Regions from separate parts of the Mus musculus genome. Here region 2 is linked to region 1. The links are chromatin contacts, called in public HiChIP or PLAC-seq maps. All regions are on one chromosome and are shown on one strand. Each heading gives the region's core, a stretch centred on a gene start, on an enhancer-like site or on the middle of the called end of the contact. The rest is flanking DNA. Distances are from core to core; before and after follow the strand shown. Region 1 holds the start of Smim6 (small integral membrane protein 6). Region 2 overlaps Ten1 (TEN1 telomerase capping complex subunit).

Region 1 (3,226 bases), core at 240-2,739:
GACGAAGAGCAGGAACGTGGAGGTGAACAAGCCAATCACTGTCAGGCCCCCCACATCCCACGGGTTCTTCCAGAAGTCTTCATTCTGGATGCTCCTTGGTGGTACCATTTGGCCCATGGAAATCTGGAAGAGAGGAGACAAGAGGCCCTGAGTGCAGAGAGCTCTGAAGTCCTTGTGCCCAGTGGTGCTATCCATGACACCTTCTGGACAGCTCGACACAGCTAGCTAGCCAACCCTGCGGGGATGATGAGTCTTTGGATTCAAAGTCTCTAATATCAAAAAGTGGGAAATAGCCGGGTGTGGTGGTTACACGCCTTTAATCCCAGCACTTGGGAGGCAGAGGCAGGTGAATTTCTGAGTTCGAGACCAGCCTGGTCTACAGAGTGAGTTCCAGGACAGCCAGGGCTACACAGAGAAACCCTGTCTCAAAAAAAACCAAAAAAAAAAAAAAAAAAAAAAAAAAAGTGGGAAATGGGATTTCCTGCTTAGAAGCTGCTGAGGGCTACCTCTAGAGTCTCTGAAAAACTCTGCTATGAGCCTGATATTTCTCCTGTCCCTGAGGCCTTCCTAGCTAGAACCTAAAGTGTACACCTGTAGGTCTCCTATTCTTATTGTCCCAATTCCCAGATGTTTGGGAGGCATTTTGAGAGCTTGGTCTATAAGCCTAGCTGGGTGATGGTGACTTAAGTCTCAGCTCCACAGAAGGCTGAATTCCTACTTGAGCCCAGGGATCCAGGCCGGCTGAGAACAGAAAACCCTATTTCAGCCCTGGCTGCTCAGCTCACAGTCTTCCACAAAGCCAGTTCCAGGGCGCCTGACACCATCTCCAGCCTCTGAAAATACCAGGAGTGCCTGTGTGGAAATGCATACGTAAGAACAGCACACACATAAATCTTAAAAAAGTCTTGGTGGTGGATAGGAAGAAAGCGTGGCTGAGTGTCCTTGGATGCAGCTGGGAGCAGGAGGCCTTGCCATATTACGGAAGTGGAGCTGGTGAGTGTGGGGCTGCAGCCGTTTGGGGAGTGGGAGAAGAAGAAAGATGTCATTACCTGGTTTTCTGTTAATAGTCTTGAATCTTCTGAGGACAAAGCAAGTCAGGCTGTCCTTCCGGCCTCAGACTTCAGGGTTCCTGGGTGGAAGAGGCTTCCAGGTGACCACAGCTTTGCCCCAACTCAGAGAAACTGCTGTTGGCAGCCCAGGGAGTTGCCAAATACTCTGACCACACCTTTGCTGCCACCACCAGAGCAAACAAGGGTGGGCTAGACTGGTTGCCTGGCAACTGCCACTCCCTCCCTCATTCCCTCCATTAGGATTCTACCCTTCTGTGATGGCATTGGAGGAGTTGAGTTTTAAGTCCCTGAGAGAGGTCAGCCTGAGTTAGGGTGAGAAGAGAGAGTGGGTCTGTGCCCCAGGCCGCCTGTCAGCCTCACTGATGAGAGCTGGGCCTTAGAGCCATTCAGAGCTCTCAGATCTCCCTGGGAGCACTCTTCTCAGAGCTCGTAGGGGAGCACTCTTTCCTTCCTTCCTGCGGTTTGGGTGAATGATTAACTGCACTTCTGGCAGGAACTGCCTGGAACAGGTTTCTGGGTAAGAGTAGGAGAGCTTATCACATGGAGCCTTTCCCCGCAGTACCTGCCTCTGGCATGGCCTCTGCTGGTTCTGTGGTTAGAGAGAGAGAGAAGAAGCTGGAGAGGGGGCGACCACACAACACACACACACATACACACATGCACGCACGTGCACACACACGCCTTGGAAGGGGACTAATTACACTGGCCTTGCTCGGAACTTGGCGGCCACTGTTGACTCCTTTCAGAGCTTAGGCATGTGGGCCTGCCATAGCCCGTTGTAAGATCAGAGAGGTGGGTCTTTGCCTCTGAAGGGCTTGCGTTCTAGTGCATCATCAATCCTGCCGTCAGAGTTTGGGAAATGCTCACTGAATAACAGTTTCTGGGATGCCAGGGTATCTGTCATCCAATCCTCTGGGGTCTAACCTGGAGTGGTGACAGGTGAGGAACAAGCTCAGGAAAGCGTTGTCGCCTGCCATTTCCTTGTGTAAAACTCACTGACTTCCTGGCCTGCCAGATGCACACAGCCAGCAGGCGGGACTCTGGCACACCCTGGTATGGTTTGTGCCCATCAGTTAAATGAGGTTCTTATCAAGAGTCAGTTGTTTGTTCCCAGACTGGTGTATAGCAGCTGAGCTTGTTTCTATGATAACAACGTTGACATGGTATCAACAGATGAAGCAGTAATGACAACCACAACTCCAATTTTACAGCAAGGACAGACAGTGTGGTTAAGCAACTTCGGTTGTGCAGCTGGTACAGTTGGAGTTTGGAGCCAGCTGTATAGTCAGCTCTTAGAGCAGATGACAGCTGTTGTCTCTATTAATACCTATGTGACCACTTTGCTATCACTCCATAGTCCCATCGAAACAATAGAAACATAACTAAACTTTGGCACATTTTGTAAAACTCGTGACATTAAATTTTTTTATACATTTTGTGCGTGTGTGCGCATGCTCATAAACACACACACACACACACACACACACACACACACACACACGTATGCCGTGGCCTCTGTGTGTATGGAGAAGGGGTAGTGGACAACTTGTGGAAGTAGGTTCCAGAAATTGAACTCAGGTCTTAAGGTTTGGTGGCCAGTTCCTTTACCCACTGAGCCATCTTGCTGGCCCCTCTCTGGTGACATTTTCTTTGTTTCTTTCTTTTCTTTTCTTTTCTTTTTTGTTTTGGTTTGGTTTGGTTTTTTTCGAGACAGGGTTTCTCTGTATAGCCCTGGCTGTCCTGGAACTCACTTTGTAGACCAGGCTGGTCTTGAACTCAGAAATCTGCCTGCCTCTGCCTCCCGAGTGCTCTGATTAAAGGCGTGCGCCACCACACCCAGCTGGTGACATTTTCTACTCAGTTTCTTTTGCAGGTGTGTTCAAACTCTTGCTCTAATAAAATTAAAACTACAAGGAAAAGGCTCGAGCAGAGCTAGACAGCAGCCCCTCCTCAGAAGGACTAGCCCACCCACAGAGGCACCTGTGCCCACATCAGAGGTACATGGGCTGGAGGGACAGTTCAACGCTAGGGGCACTTGTTGCATTTCAAAAGACCCTGGTTCAGGGCTCAGCGCTCACACCAGGTGGCCACAGCTTCCTATAATTATTCAGGAGACCCAACACCTTTGTCTGGCCTCTGAAAGGACCAAGCATTCA
Region 2 (3,226 bases), core at 318-2,817, 300 kb before region 1:
CCTGGTCTACAGAGTGAGTTCCAGGACAGCCAGGGCTACACAGAGGAACTCTGTCTCGAAAAACCAAACCAAACAAACAAAAAAAAGTAAGAAAATTAAAGAAAAAGAAAAAAAAAAAAGAAATCTGCTTAAATTTCACAGACTCTTAAAAGGTGTTTGCTTATACTTTAGAAGATTTAAATTTGTAAATTAGATATATACGTGTGTATCTATGAATGTGCGCATATGAGTGCAGGTGCCTATGAAGGCCTGAAGAGAATACTGGCTCCCCTGGAGCTGGAGTTACAGGTGGCTGTGACTGCCTGTGTGGGTGCTGGGAAGCAGGCTTGGATCCTGTGGAAGAGCAGCGAGTGGTTGCAGCTGTTGAGCCTTTGCTCCTGTTCATTACGTTCATCAGTCTCAGTTGGCTTTATCGTTTATTGTCTACAGAGTAAGCGGTCCCCAGAATGGACGGCTTCTCAGTGGCTCGGTCAGGCCATGGCTGCAGTCCAGGTGCTTCAGCCCATTCTGGATGGAAGGAGGAGAGATGGGAGTGCATGTGTGGCATCTGAGGATGGCAGCCTGTGGGTAGAAGGTGTGAGGTAAAGCAGGCAGGAAAGGGCTTGCCTAGAGTCCTAGCCCTTGGCAGGGTGTGGCTGAACAAAAATCCCATTTCAAAAAACAGAGCACTGCTAGCGTGTGCAAGGACCTGGGTTTGACCTTCAGCACAAACCAAAAACATGCATATACATATGCACATACACATACATATGCACATACACACAGGGTCTGGGAGATGGGTTGGTGGTTAAGAGCATGCAGAGGACCTGAGCTCAGTTCCCAACTGAGTCCAATTGCTTACAACTCTTTGATCCAGTTCTGGGGGGATCCAAAGCCACAGGTTTCTATGGGTACCTGCATATATGTGTACATACCTACACACAGACAGACGGGAACACACACATACACACACATTTAAAAGTAAAATAAATCTTCAAGAGAAGGGAAAAGGCCGGGTATGCAGCTCAGCCGGCAGAGCACTTGGCTAGCACCCCCTCAGCCGCTTAGCATCCGAGCTCCCACGAGCACCACATGAATCGGACACGCTAGCACATGCCTGTAACCCCAGCACTCGGGAGATCAGGAGGTCAAGGTTCTCCTCCAATGCATAGCCGGTTTGCGGGGAGTCTGCTGTACATGAGAGACCATCTAAGAACAGTCACACACAACCACGTGCCTAGCATGCAGGAGGTCCAGGTTCAAGCCTAAGCACACATGCAACTGTCAGGTACCACTGCCCTGCCGTGTGGAGACCACTAGTGCTGGCCTGCACGCCTTAATGGCAGTCACTCGACAACATCAAAGGTAGTCCTTGTATGGTCACCCCAAACCCACCAAGTCCTCATCCCTGCCCACACTCCTGGGTCCTGTGTCCTTCCTCTGTTGTACTGTGTTTCCCTCTTCCAGTGTCCTTATAAGAGTCTCACCTTTTCTCTGGGACTTGGCTGAAACCTGGCTTTATCCATATCAACAGGTCCTACTGTGCAGGAGGTGAGTCCAGAGTTCACCTGCTGCTCGGGTTTCCTGTTACACGCCCGGCTCCTTCCCACTGATAACTGTTTACAGCAGTTTACCTCTGCTCCAGTTCTCCCTCCCACACCCACCTCGCACCTTGGACTGGTTTGTTCTAGAATCTTACACCCTGTTTGTTCTCAGTATCTTCCTGACCTTTCACTCCTACTACTGCAGCCTTCTTCACCCCTTGGGTCTCCTGGACTCTCTCACCTTCTCTGTCTCTTCAGCCGGCCCTAAGTACCTCCCAGCCATTTTCCTGGTATTGCAGGACTCAGCCTTTGCCTTCCAACCTGCCTGCCTGATGCATCTCCAGCCTCTGCCCTCCCCGGTCGCATCTCTGATGAGTACAGAGAAGCCTCAGACCACAAAACATATTCTCACTGTAACACAGGGACTTCAGAGTCTCCTCTCACTGAACAGCTTTCCTTGTCTGTCTAGAAACTCTTCTGTGTCCTGGCTAGCCTGGCCTCACGCTCAGTGACAGTTATGCAGGCATTACCAAACATGTAACTCTCCTGCCTCATACCTATCTCTCCTAGAAAAATTCCTTTACCTTTGTGTTGCCACCACTGAGCTTGGCTTCCTTCCCCCAGCTCCCTTCTTCTTTTCACTTTCTGAGGTATGGCCTTGCCAAGATACCCAAGCTGCCCTTGAACTCACTCTGTATCCCTGGTAGGCCTGGAACTTCCTGGGCAGCTAAGATTACAGTCACTGTGTAACCCCAGGCCTACTTGTTGCCAACCACTTGAATTATTTCAAAGCATCTAGCAGAGAGGATATTTTGATTATTCTGAGCTCTCTCTATCTCTCTCTCTCTCTCTCTCTCTCTCTCTCTCTCTCACACACACACACACACACACACACACACACAGACATGCGCGCGCGCAGAAGATAAATGTCTACAGAGATTGATATACCAATTGTTCTGATGTAATCATTCATTACCTACCATGGACATGTATTGAAATGTCACCCTGTGTCCATAGTATGGCTATACAATCACCATGTGACAATTAAAAGTTTTTACAAGCCAGGCATGGTAGCGCACACCTTTAGTCCCAGCACTCGGGAGGCAGAGGCAGGTGGATTTCTGAGTTTGAGGCCAGCCTGGTCTACAAAGTGAGTTCCAGGACAGCCAGGGCTACACAGAGAAACCCTGTCTTAAAAAAACAAAAAAAAAAAAAGTTTTTACAATAGTTTTTAAAAGGTGAGAAAAGAGGTTTGTGAGGTGGCAGTTGTTACAGCCAGTATGCTTATACAAGGTGTGATTATTACTAATTACACACAGGGGAAGATGTTTAGAAACACCTCAGACAGGGACCCATCAGGGCCTTGGACGGTACCAAGCGGTGTCAGATTCCGGGAGATGATCACAGAGCTGGTGCTGTTCCACACCAGTCTCCTGGCTGGCTCTAGATGTAAAACATGGGAGAAAGGTTCCTCTGCCCGACCTCTCCTTTGTCCTCAGAACTTTCCACCTGGACACAGTGCACTGCACATGTTTGATGGACCTTTGTATCCGCCAGGACTTAAGGCCTGGCCCAGGAAGGATGAAAGCTGTGTACCTCCTGCTCAGGGGAAAGGTCAGGACAGGCATGGCCACACTCAGCCAGCTCAGGGTTCCACCCACGGCTCGCTCATCAATTCCTTACTCCACATCACAGTGGCACAT

The links. HiChIP or PLAC-seq counts read pairs in DNA pulled down with a chosen protein or histone mark.
Region 2: an HNF4G HiChIP or PLAC-seq map of pancreatic cancer cells shows a contact between it and region 1. The contact joins the enhancer-like site here to the promoter of Smim6 in region 1. A contact is called at or near these places in 1 of 484 Hi-C or Micro-C datasets (liver), 2 of 115 datasets of contacts at active chromatin or transcription factors (embryonic midbrain and pancreatic cancer cells) and 4 of 9 other capture datasets (adipose tissue, embryonic stem cells, liver and 1 more).

Annotation. Positions count from the first base shown.
Region 1 is chr11:115,910,280-115,913,505 of GRCm38.p6, reverse strand. It overlaps Smim6 (small integral membrane protein 6), which reads right to left and starts at 1,489. Exons shown (of 2, transcript NM_001162998.1): 1 at 1,050-1,489; 2 at 1-123. The coding sequence starts at 117. All of the region lies in intron 7 of Recql5 (RecQ protein-like 5), which reads left to right.
Region 2 is chr11:116,209,287-116,212,512 of GRCm38.p6, reverse strand. The region is part of intron 3 of Ten1 (TEN1 telomerase capping complex subunit); the gene reads right to left. Among named protein-coding and RNA genes, the nearest start is that of Acox1, 12 kb to the right of the region's middle. Within about 2 kb of position 1,567, at least 26 of the 459 cell types and tissues checked have an H3K27ac peak or open chromatin away from gene starts, as enhancers often do. A contact at or near this core is called in liver, pancreatic cancer cells and pancreatic islet, where this site is marked.